Linked DNA regions of Gossypium arboreum: regions 1 and 3 are each linked to region 2. Evidence: chromatin contacts called from public Hi-C data. All regions are on one chromosome and are shown on one strand. Each heading gives the region's core, a stretch centred on a gene start, on an enhancer-like site or on the middle of the called end of the contact. The rest is flanking DNA. Distances are from core to core; before and after follow the strand shown.

The links. Hi-C and Micro-C count contacts between places; a contact is called where the count stands out from the background.
Region 1: a Hi-C map of leaf shows a contact between it and region 2, with 2.4 times the contacts expected there. The contact joins the promoter of LOC108469782 here to the promoter of LOC108467515 in region 2. A contact is called at or near these places in 3 of 5 Hi-C or Micro-C datasets (all in leaf).
Region 3: a Hi-C map of leaf shows a contact between it and region 2, with 4 times the contacts expected there. The contact joins the promoter of LOC108468027 here to the promoter of LOC108467515 in region 2. A contact is called at or near these places in 4 of 5 Hi-C or Micro-C datasets (all in leaf).

Annotation. Positions count from the first base shown.
Region 1 is chr8:130,022,052-130,025,542 of ASM2569848v2, forward strand. LOC108469782 (ETO1-like protein 1) reads left to right here and starts at 1,789. Exons shown (of 5, transcript XM_017770818.2): 1 at 1,789-2,849; 2 at 2,941-3,491. The coding sequence starts at 2,716.
Region 2 is chr8:130,220,582-130,223,734 of ASM2569848v2, forward strand. It overlaps LOC108467515 (lysine-specific demethylase JMJ31), which reads right to left and starts at 1,512. Exons shown (of 16, transcript XM_053031925.1): 1 at 1,271-1,512; 2 at 1,036-1,113; 3 at 583-666; 4 at 302-475; 5 at 58-126. The coding sequence starts at 1,360.
Region 3 is chr8:130,355,169-130,358,227 of ASM2569848v2, forward strand. LOC108468027 (pentatricopeptide repeat-containing protein At3g63370, chloroplastic) reads left to right here and starts at 1,747. Exons shown (of 2, transcript XR_001868955.2): 1 at 1,747-3,059. TRNAK-UUU (transfer RNA lysine (anticodon UUU)) reads right to left here and starts at 1,684; the gene lies at 1,612-1,684.

The DNA of each region.
Region 1 (3,491 bases), core at 539-3,038, 200 kb before region 2:
CATCCCACATTTTCTGCCTCTGAAATTTCGCATAGAATATTCTGCCTCCTGAGCAATAACGATGTTATCTGAAATGTTCCTACCCATCGTGAAACTAGTCTGGTTCTGTTTAGTAAACTTAACCATCAATAGATGTAACCTATTAACAATTGTCCGTGTGACGATCTTATATAAAACTGTATATAAACTTGTTGGCCTAGTCTTTAATGTATTTACTTAATATGATTTAAAATTAAAATTCAATGTATATAGTAGTTAATAAAATTATTTTAAACTAGGAGGAAGCAATGAAGTATACAAATTCATCTACTGTCCATGAAACATATTTAGACACGTAATTAATAAATTAATGGGTAATTGTAAAATATTAAAATAAATATAATTATTCTATATATATATATATATATTAGATTATAGTGCACTCATAATATCAGTGAAAAAAATTATATAATTAATAATGTCAAAAGTTTATATAAAAATCAAACGAATATTTAGTTAAAATGGTAAAATTAAATATATAAAATTCATTATACATCATAGGTTGAAATATCACTAAGATTAAAAATTTATTGAGTTTATATAAAAAAATATAAAAGACAAAAATATCCTCATGATTAGAGGTAACCATGAGCCGGATTAAGTCAATGCCTGATTCTAAAATATTGTCAAGCCCAAACTTGATTTCGGGCCGGGTTGCCAAAAAATTCATTTTACTATTTAAAAATTAATATAATATGAAAAATATATTTTAGTTACTATTTTATATATTTTTGTAATTTAATTTTAATTTAAAAAATATTTTTTATTATTTAAATTGAAATTGGGTAGGCTCATGTCGGGCCGAAGTGAAAAAATCATTGTCCAAGCTTAACTTGAATCAGGCTGAGCTTACTGGGCCAAGCAAACTATCCAACCCTTAGTTAGGTGCACTCATGATTATATAACTTATTTTGTATGCAAAATGTCATTTTAATAATTTTTAACTAAGTTGATGCTTTGATTGACTCGTGACATTAACTCAATTAAAGGTTTAATATAAATATATATTTTTAATAGGTAGTATATAATTCACTAATAATATATACTTATACACAGACAATGCATCAAATATAAATCTATTCAATTATTCACATTAAAATAATTTCAAATGATTAAAATTTGAGAAAATATTTAATAAACTACTCCGCAAATAAAAAACACATGATAATTTAAAAATAAAAAAAACTAACCCTCCAAATTATACATATTTAAAATTAAGGGGAGTGCATTCACAATATTGTCTATTGAAATTTAGTGGTTAAATTAAACAAGGGAATAAAACACATTTTGGTACCTGAAATTTGCTTCAGGGTTCAAATTAATACTTAAGGGTTTTTTTTTGTCTAATTAGGTACTTGAACTTGGCTTTAAGGTTAAATTTGGTACCTAAAACTCATTTTAGTCCAATTTGGCACCTGAACTTAGTTTCTTGGTTCAAATTGGTACCTAAACTTGGCTTTATCATCCAAATTAGTACTTATGGTAAATGACTTATTTGAATCAATTTGAACTATGGAGCCAAGTTCAGGTACTAATTTGAACAGAAAAAGAAAATTTAGATACCAATTTGAACCTTGAAGCCAAATTCAGATACCAAATGCATATTTACCTATAGACAGGTATAAAACTAAATTATAAACATAGATTGACTAAAATTTAAAATTGCAAAGAGTATGGGGACTGAAAGTAAAATTAGACCTATGACACGTATGTATATGTAATTAATATATGGATTGGTGTTTATTTTAGTTATTCTTTGGGGGTACTTCCAACAAACAGTAGATGCCTGCAATCTTTCTGGTCTCCAACGCAAGGAAAAGTGTGAGAAAAAAGTAAAAGGAAAAACTTTCCCTTCTACCAAACAAAAGAAACGTTACAAAAAGCATAGGAAGGTGGAAAACTCAGAAAATATTTTCCCTTTTGGATTCCCACACTTCGTTCAAACTTTGATCTCCCATCCCATTGCCTTCTAAAAAGTCTCAGCTCTGCTTTTTCTTCAAATTTTCCAAACCCCCAAAATCCAATTCTCTCTCTGTCTCTATCATAAGAGTGTGTTTGTTAAGGTATTTTGGCTTTATTGTTGTTTTTTAAAAAAAATTTTTTGGCTTTATTGTTAAAGGCTATAATTTGGGTTTTGGTAGCCTTTGGGGTAAAGATCTTTGGTTAACTGTTAGATGTTGGTGGCTAATTGGTAGTTTCTAATTTAGTTTTTTTTTTTAAACTATTTTCTTTTTAACAAAGACCATTTACTTAATTGTTTTAACACCAAAACTTAGTTGATCTTCATTTTTTTTCTTTTGTGGAATAGAATCAACCAGGAACTTTTTTTTTTTTTACTGTGAAGCCCCCTTTTTTTTGTGTAAATTCTTGGTTGTCCCAGCTTGTTATAAGATACCCATATTGAAAATATAGTGAATGATTGTTTGTTTCTGGAATTTTGTTTGCTTGTATTAAATGTTTACAATAGAAACTTTGTTGCTTGGTGAGGTAGGAAGTGCATTTCTTTTTTCATTTACTAAATAGGATTAGTGTGACTGTTTTTCCTCTTTTTACTTCTTTGTTTCTCCCTTTCTTTGAAGGATTTTTTGTTGGTTTATTTTTACTTTTTGAGTTTTTGAGAAAAGACCCAATTTGGCTATTGTGGAGATCTGGGACTTGTTTAATCTGTTATGCCCAATGAGGGCTTTCCTTCCATCTGATTCATGTAAAGAAACACAGCTCAATGCCATTAATCCTCAGTCTTGGCTCCAAGTTGAAAGAGGGAAATTTTCCAAACTATCATCTTCATGTACCACCGCCTCTTCATCCATGTAAGTTTTTTTTTTTTTGGTTCATTTCTGGGATTCTTCTATGGTTTTCATTTTTTTTATTGAGATTGTTTTGTTGGTATAATTGTTGTAGAGAATCATTTATCAAGGTTCCTGAGCCACCCATAGTGCCATTCTTTAAACCTGTTGATTATGTAGAAGTCTTAGCTCAAATTCATGAAGAACTCGAATCGTGTTCTTTGCAAGAGAGGTCGAATCTGTATTTATTACAATTTCAGATCTTTAGAGGGCTTGGGGAAACCAAATTGATGCGGGGAAGCCTCCGGTCTGCTTGGCAGAAGGCTGGGACGGTCCATGAGAGGCTTGTGTTTGTGGCATGGTTGAAGTATGAGAAGCAAGGGGAAGAACTTATTGTTGACTTGCTTGCAACTTGCAATAAATGTGCACAAGAGTTTGGACCGATGGATGTTGCTTCTCAGTTTCCGGTTGAGGTGGATGGGGCTTCGCAGGAGACCGTTGTGACGGACGGGGAAAAGAGCCTGAAAAATGTGAACTTTTGGATAGGAGATGAGAAAATAGTTTGCCGTAGGCAGAAAATAGCTTCTCTTTCAGCCCCCTTTCATGCTATGCTTAATGGTTACTTCAATGAATCGCTTTGCGAGGACATAGATTTATCTGAAAATA
Region 2 (3,153 bases), core at 262-2,761:
TTCTTCTTTAGAGAACTAACTAGTAATAACAAGCAGTTGAGAAAGAAATATGCAGACCAACTGAATGTCCTCCTGTAGAGTTTCCAATTGAACTCTCTCTTCATTCTCAGCATTTATAATTGGAATCTGAATCGGAAGTATAAAAATTCAACAATTACATTCATGCTTAAAAAGAAAATTGAAATGAAGGACACACAGGAAAAGTGAAATCCATCTGGTCTCAACATATTAAATAAACAAAGCAAAAGCAGAAAAAAATGTTAACAGAGACGTCAGTGATCACAGAACTTTGAGTAGCGACCTGTGCTAGGTAGATTTGTTTTGGAGCAGCATCTACAAATGGTGAACAGCCTTGCTCTGTGTCAGATTCTTCAAGTTGATGCCCTTGTGAATTAGAATTAATACTGCAAGAACTACCGACATTTTGCCTATGCCATTTACACAAGGCAATAAAAGTGGAAAATGGTAATGGAACCTGTAAACAAATGCAAAACCAAATTGATCATAATTCTCGCATCCACCCAAGAGAGAAAATGTATCACAAGCCTCGGTGTATGAAGAACATGAGAATTAGTGAATTACCCTCTCATGGCTTCTAAGATCACCGTAAAACACCGGTGCAGTTTGAGATAACATAGCCTCCACCATGAATGATCCTACCCGTTCCTAAAGTTATACTCAAACAAGAAAAATACTAAAATAAATACTTTAATTGAATATATAAAATGCACAATTCCACTAAAAAAATGTAACTCTAGAAACCATATCCAACATGTATAACGCACTAATTCAAGCTCTTGCCTATTAATTAACTTACTGAATAGACTATCACAGATGTAAATAAAACAAATGTAAAACTAGTGCTACTTTTCTAGATTTGAAACTCAATGCATAATTATGTCTTTCAACATTATATACAAAAATATTATTTACTTCCAAAACGTTATCCATTTTACTAAAAATCTAGCAACTTAAAATATTTTGACTCGAAAAGCGAGCATAAAAATTGTAGTAATTATAAAAGGATAAGCAAACCTCCAGATAACCGAGGCCTCCATTAGAAGGATTCCACTTGGAAACGGCTTTCCAGTCCTTAACGCATCCAACGAACACCTTTCAAAACGAAATAAAAATCAATGAACTAAGATTGAAGCAACTACCGCTTATATAAATTAGCAAAAGGAAAAAAAAAGTTCGGACCAATTTTTCTCGAAAAACGAACAGAGAAAGGGAAAAAAGAAACAAAAAGTTGAGAAAACAGAAAAATTACGGCGGGAACATTTCGAGATTCAATCTGAGAGGCAAACTGTGCAGCTGATGGGAGTTGATCGAAGCTCTGGAGTCGTAGAGAGTCTTCCATTTATTTTTTCACTAACTTGTAACAAGCTTTTCACGTTAAAAAAAAAAAAAGCTTTTCAGCCTGAAGAATTTCGTAGTTCGGCCTTTGGATTTTATTTGAGTGAGAAGTGAACCATTGGAGCGTTGAGGCCTGAGAGAGTCCCAACAAGGCTTTCTTAAGTTTCATTTGATTGTAAAAAGCAGGTCTAGGTCTATCATAGACTTTCGATGGCCCTTTCTTTCCAAAGAATACACATCAATGGGCCGAATCATGACTTCTGATTAAATTACTAAAAAAATGCTGATTTTTTTTTAAAATTACTAGAATAAGCTGATTTTTGAAATATTTATGGGTATAGACCGATTTAGGACTGAAAGTATTTTTAGGTGAAATCTAGGAAAACGATTTCAGCTGGAAGTGCTTTTTGTGTGTCACTAGTAAAACGCTTCCAAACACTTCTAGTTGGAAGCGTTTTCCCCTCAATGGATACTTTTCCAACGACTATTTTAAATAGTTGTTGTCCCCTCTCCAATGGTAAAAAAAAACTATAAAACCCCCCACCCTTACTCATTTCTCACAAAATTCTCTCAATTTCTCAAACCACTCTCAAAATTCTTTCAAATTTTCAATTTTTTTTCAAAAATCTAAATTATATTTTCTATTAGATTTTTTATTAATATTTTCTGAAAATATATTTTTAAATTAATTAGTGTTCTATATAATTAGCAATGGTCGATTCTCTAATCCATCATGATGACAAGTACATTTTCGTCATTCAATTGCAAATGGTAAGAATAAATTTTAATAAATTTCAATTTTTATTTAATTTATTATTTCATTGTTATATATTAACTTAATATTTTGATTTTTTACGTAAATAGGCGAAATATCGAATTTTTCAATGCTATATCCGCAATCCACTCGGTCCTCCATCATCGTCGATTGAACCATATTTAAGGGAAACCAGTTTTTTGGCACATGGCCCTTGTAGGCCGGGGATGTAAGTTGGACTCAAAACTCGTAGGCGCATTGGTGGAGAGGTGGAGACCAGAGATGCACACATTTCATCTTCCATATGGTGAGTGTACTATCACTCTAGAGGACGTGCATTTACAGTTGGGTTTGACCATGGATGGGTCAGTAGTCACCAGGTCTGTTTAGTCTGGTGAGTGGCAAGGCATATGTGGTGAACTTTTGGGTTCAGTTTCGGAAACAATTTACGGAGGTCGGATCAAAATAGCTTGGTTAAGAACAACTTTCGCCGCGCTGGATAAGGATTCGACTGAAGTCAAAAGAGAATGACACACTTGGACGTACATCCTTTAGATCATCAGGGGTATCCTAATGCCGGACAAGTCACGAACACTCGTCCATCTAAGATGGTTGTTGAAACTTCAGTTGGAGGTTTGTCGTGTTGGTAACATTGTACCGAGAGATATGTCGAGCGACACAACTAGGAAAAATCAAAATTGGTAGTTGGATTTTACTATTGCAATCATGGACGCGGTACTAATTTTCATTTTTATGTTCTCGAGCGAACTACTTGTATACATTCCCACTCGTAACAAGATAAAATTTAGTAGACATTTTAATAATAAGATTTATTTAAATAAATATTATTATGCTGACAAGTTATTTAAATAGGTGAAACCATGGGCTAAGTTAAGTGGGATTACCTACTGACCTTTAAGATATACGGCTTCTATTAGACCGGCGATTAGAAGCGGAGATATTTTTTTATTTAAATTTGAATTATATAATATTAACGTAGTCTATTTCGTATTTAGTAGTATATATATAGTTAATGTTTTTAT
Region 3 (3,059 bases), core at 497-2,996, 130 kb after region 2:
GATATATTTGTGATATTCAAGTATGTTATATGAAAGTGATATGTGAATAAATGCATTAGTGAACTTAGAGGAAATATGATACATGATAATGAAATGATTTTAGGGTTGAACAAAGGGGATTAGGAGAGGAGAAGTGGGTTATGTGATGTGTTTAATGGAGTTTTGTTATTAGAGTTCCATTAAAGGTCAAGAGTTCTGTTTTGACCTAATGTATCGAAATTATTGAAATTTTTTAAGACTCACTAAGGACTGCAAAAGTGTTATGTGAAAGTAAAAGTGTTATAATGATATATGTGTTTCAGTAATACATGTGAATTAAGTAAAAGTGTTATAATGATATATGTGTTTTAGTAATACATGTGAATTACGTATTAAGTGAAACATGTGACTTAAGAGTTTATGTTATGTTTGTGACATGAGACAAAGATTTATGTGAATGTGAAAGTTGATTAGTGACTATATGTATTAAAGTAAAAACTATAAGTTAGAAAATTAATTTAAATGATTTTATGTTTTGGAAAATGAATTGAAATTTTAAGCATATTAGTGAAAGAAACTATGTGAATAAATATTATTCAAATTTTACTTGAATTGTATATATATCAAAATGGTAAGATTGAATCCAGTTGAGTACTTACTAGCTATTCACGTAGCTTAACGCATTTGTTTTAAATGCATAGGTGATAGATAAGTTTTGAAAAGAGTCGAGGATTGCTACTTCAGTTTGAATCACATCACTCCTCAGCTTCAAGTTCAAGCAATTTGGTATATATATTTTGGATTTAGTTTAGCATGTACTTAGGTTTATTAGTAAAAAAAAAGTGAATTATGTATAAATAATAATGTTTTGTTCTATAAGTTACCTTGATTATAATGAAACAAGAATATGTTTAAGTGGTGAGTTTAATGTTTAAATGTAACATCTTTTACTTGGATTGGGTGAGGGCTATTACAAACTAAATTGACAAATTTTGTAAATTTGAGACTAAATTTATTGAATTTTTAGACTTTGAACTAAAAGGACAAATTTTTGTAAACATTGAGGACTATTTGTTGAGTTTTTTAGATTTAGAATCAAGTTGATAGAATGTGTAAACATTTTAAGGCTAAATTTGTTATTAAGCCAATAAAAATGGCCAACATCAGTTCTTCATCACTCGTTTAATAACAACATCTAATTGGAGAGTGATTAGAATATTTAATTTCGAAAAATTGAGTGGTTGGCTAAAATAGAACTAAAGATATAGTTGGATGGCTATTCTTTTAATTCACCCTAATACTTTAAAAGAAAATATTTGATACACTAGTAGTGAAGTTTTTGTACTTCACAAGTAAGATTAGGGAGTTGAGAAGTGTCCTATAAAATATAGTGAAATATTAAAAAATTATATTTAAAAAAGAAACACATAATAACTTTTTAAAACTATTTATAAAATAAAAAAATACACTACCAATATACTAAATATTAACCCTTACTTTAAACATAAAAAAAATAAAATAAAAAAACCCTCAAAGAATGTTCTATTTTTTCCTTTTTCTCTTCTCCACGTGACCAGATCTTGAAAGACAACAAGAAAAAGTAAAATTGAGCTGATGAAATTATCAACAAAACGCCGTCTGTCGGAATCGAACCCACGACCACGTGGTTAAAAGCCACGCACTCTATCGGCTGAGCTAAGACGGCTTGAGATGTCTTTAGTTATTATTTATTATATTAATCAATTCGAAATGTTTTTCCATAACAATACCATTGATCATGCGACTGCAGTCTTATCTTACACTGAGCGTCGTCCTGTCCTGCACTTGCCCTCTAATGCCCGCTTCTTTGGTTCATCTGCACACTAATAATTGCTCTTCAATTTTCGCTCACCCCCCTATGTTAATCCAAACACAAATAAACCCTACTCTCAAAATCCCATCTTTTTCTCGTAAACCCATCCAAACCCATACTTTAAAGGATATTTGCCTTCGAGGAAACCTCAAGGAAGCATTTCAATCGCTACCAGTTTCATCCAATGATCACCCGGACGAGACTTATGCCCCGGTTCTTGAACTTTGTGCTCAAAAGAAAGCTCTTTCTCAGGGGCTACAAATTCACGCCCACATGATAAAGTCTTGTTCCGTCTCCGAATCCGTGTTTTTAGCTACTAAGGTTGTGTTTATGTATGGAAAATGCGGGTCAGTTCGGAATGCGGAGAAAGTGTTTGATCAAATAGGTCAACGAAGTATTTTTACTTGGAATGCTATGATTGGAGCTTATGTTTCAAATGGGAAACCTTTTGAAGTTCTTCAAACCTATAAAGAAATGCGGGTTTTGGGAGTTCCTCTTGATGCTTATAGTTTTCCTTCTCTGCTTAAAGCTAGTGGTTTGCTAAAAAATCTCTATTTAGGGGCTGAAATTCATGGTCTGGCTGTCAAGTTTGGGTATGATTCTACTGTTTGTGTTGTCAATTCTTTAGTTGCTATGTATGCCAAATGTGATGATCTTTTTGGAGCAAGGAGATTATTCGGGAGAATAGATCAAAAAGACGATGTAGTTTCATGGAATTCTATAATTTCAGCATATTCTTCAAATGGAAGATCTATGGAAGCATTGGAACTTTTCAGGGAAATGCAAAAGGCTGGTCTTGACTCTAATACTTACACTGCTGTTGCTTGTCTTCAGGCTTGTGGAGATTATTCCTTTAGGAAATTAGGTAAGGAGATACATGCTGCTGTGTTGAAATCAGCTCAGCTTCTTGATGCTTATGTTGCTGGTGCTTTGGTTGCTATGTATGTCAGATGTTGTAAGATGAGTGAGGCTGTAAGAACTTTTAACAAATTGGAAGAAAAGGATAAAGTAGCCTGGAATTCTGTGCTTACTGGGTTTATCCAAAATGGTATGTGCAGTGAGGCTTTGCATTTCTTCCATGATTTTCAGAATGCTGGTGAAAAACCTGACCAGGTTACAGTAATAAGCATCTTGGTAGCTTGTGGGCGAATGGGTTACCTATTGAATGGTATGGAATTGCATGCTTATGCAATAAAAATTGGATTTGATTTAGACTTGCAGGTTGGAA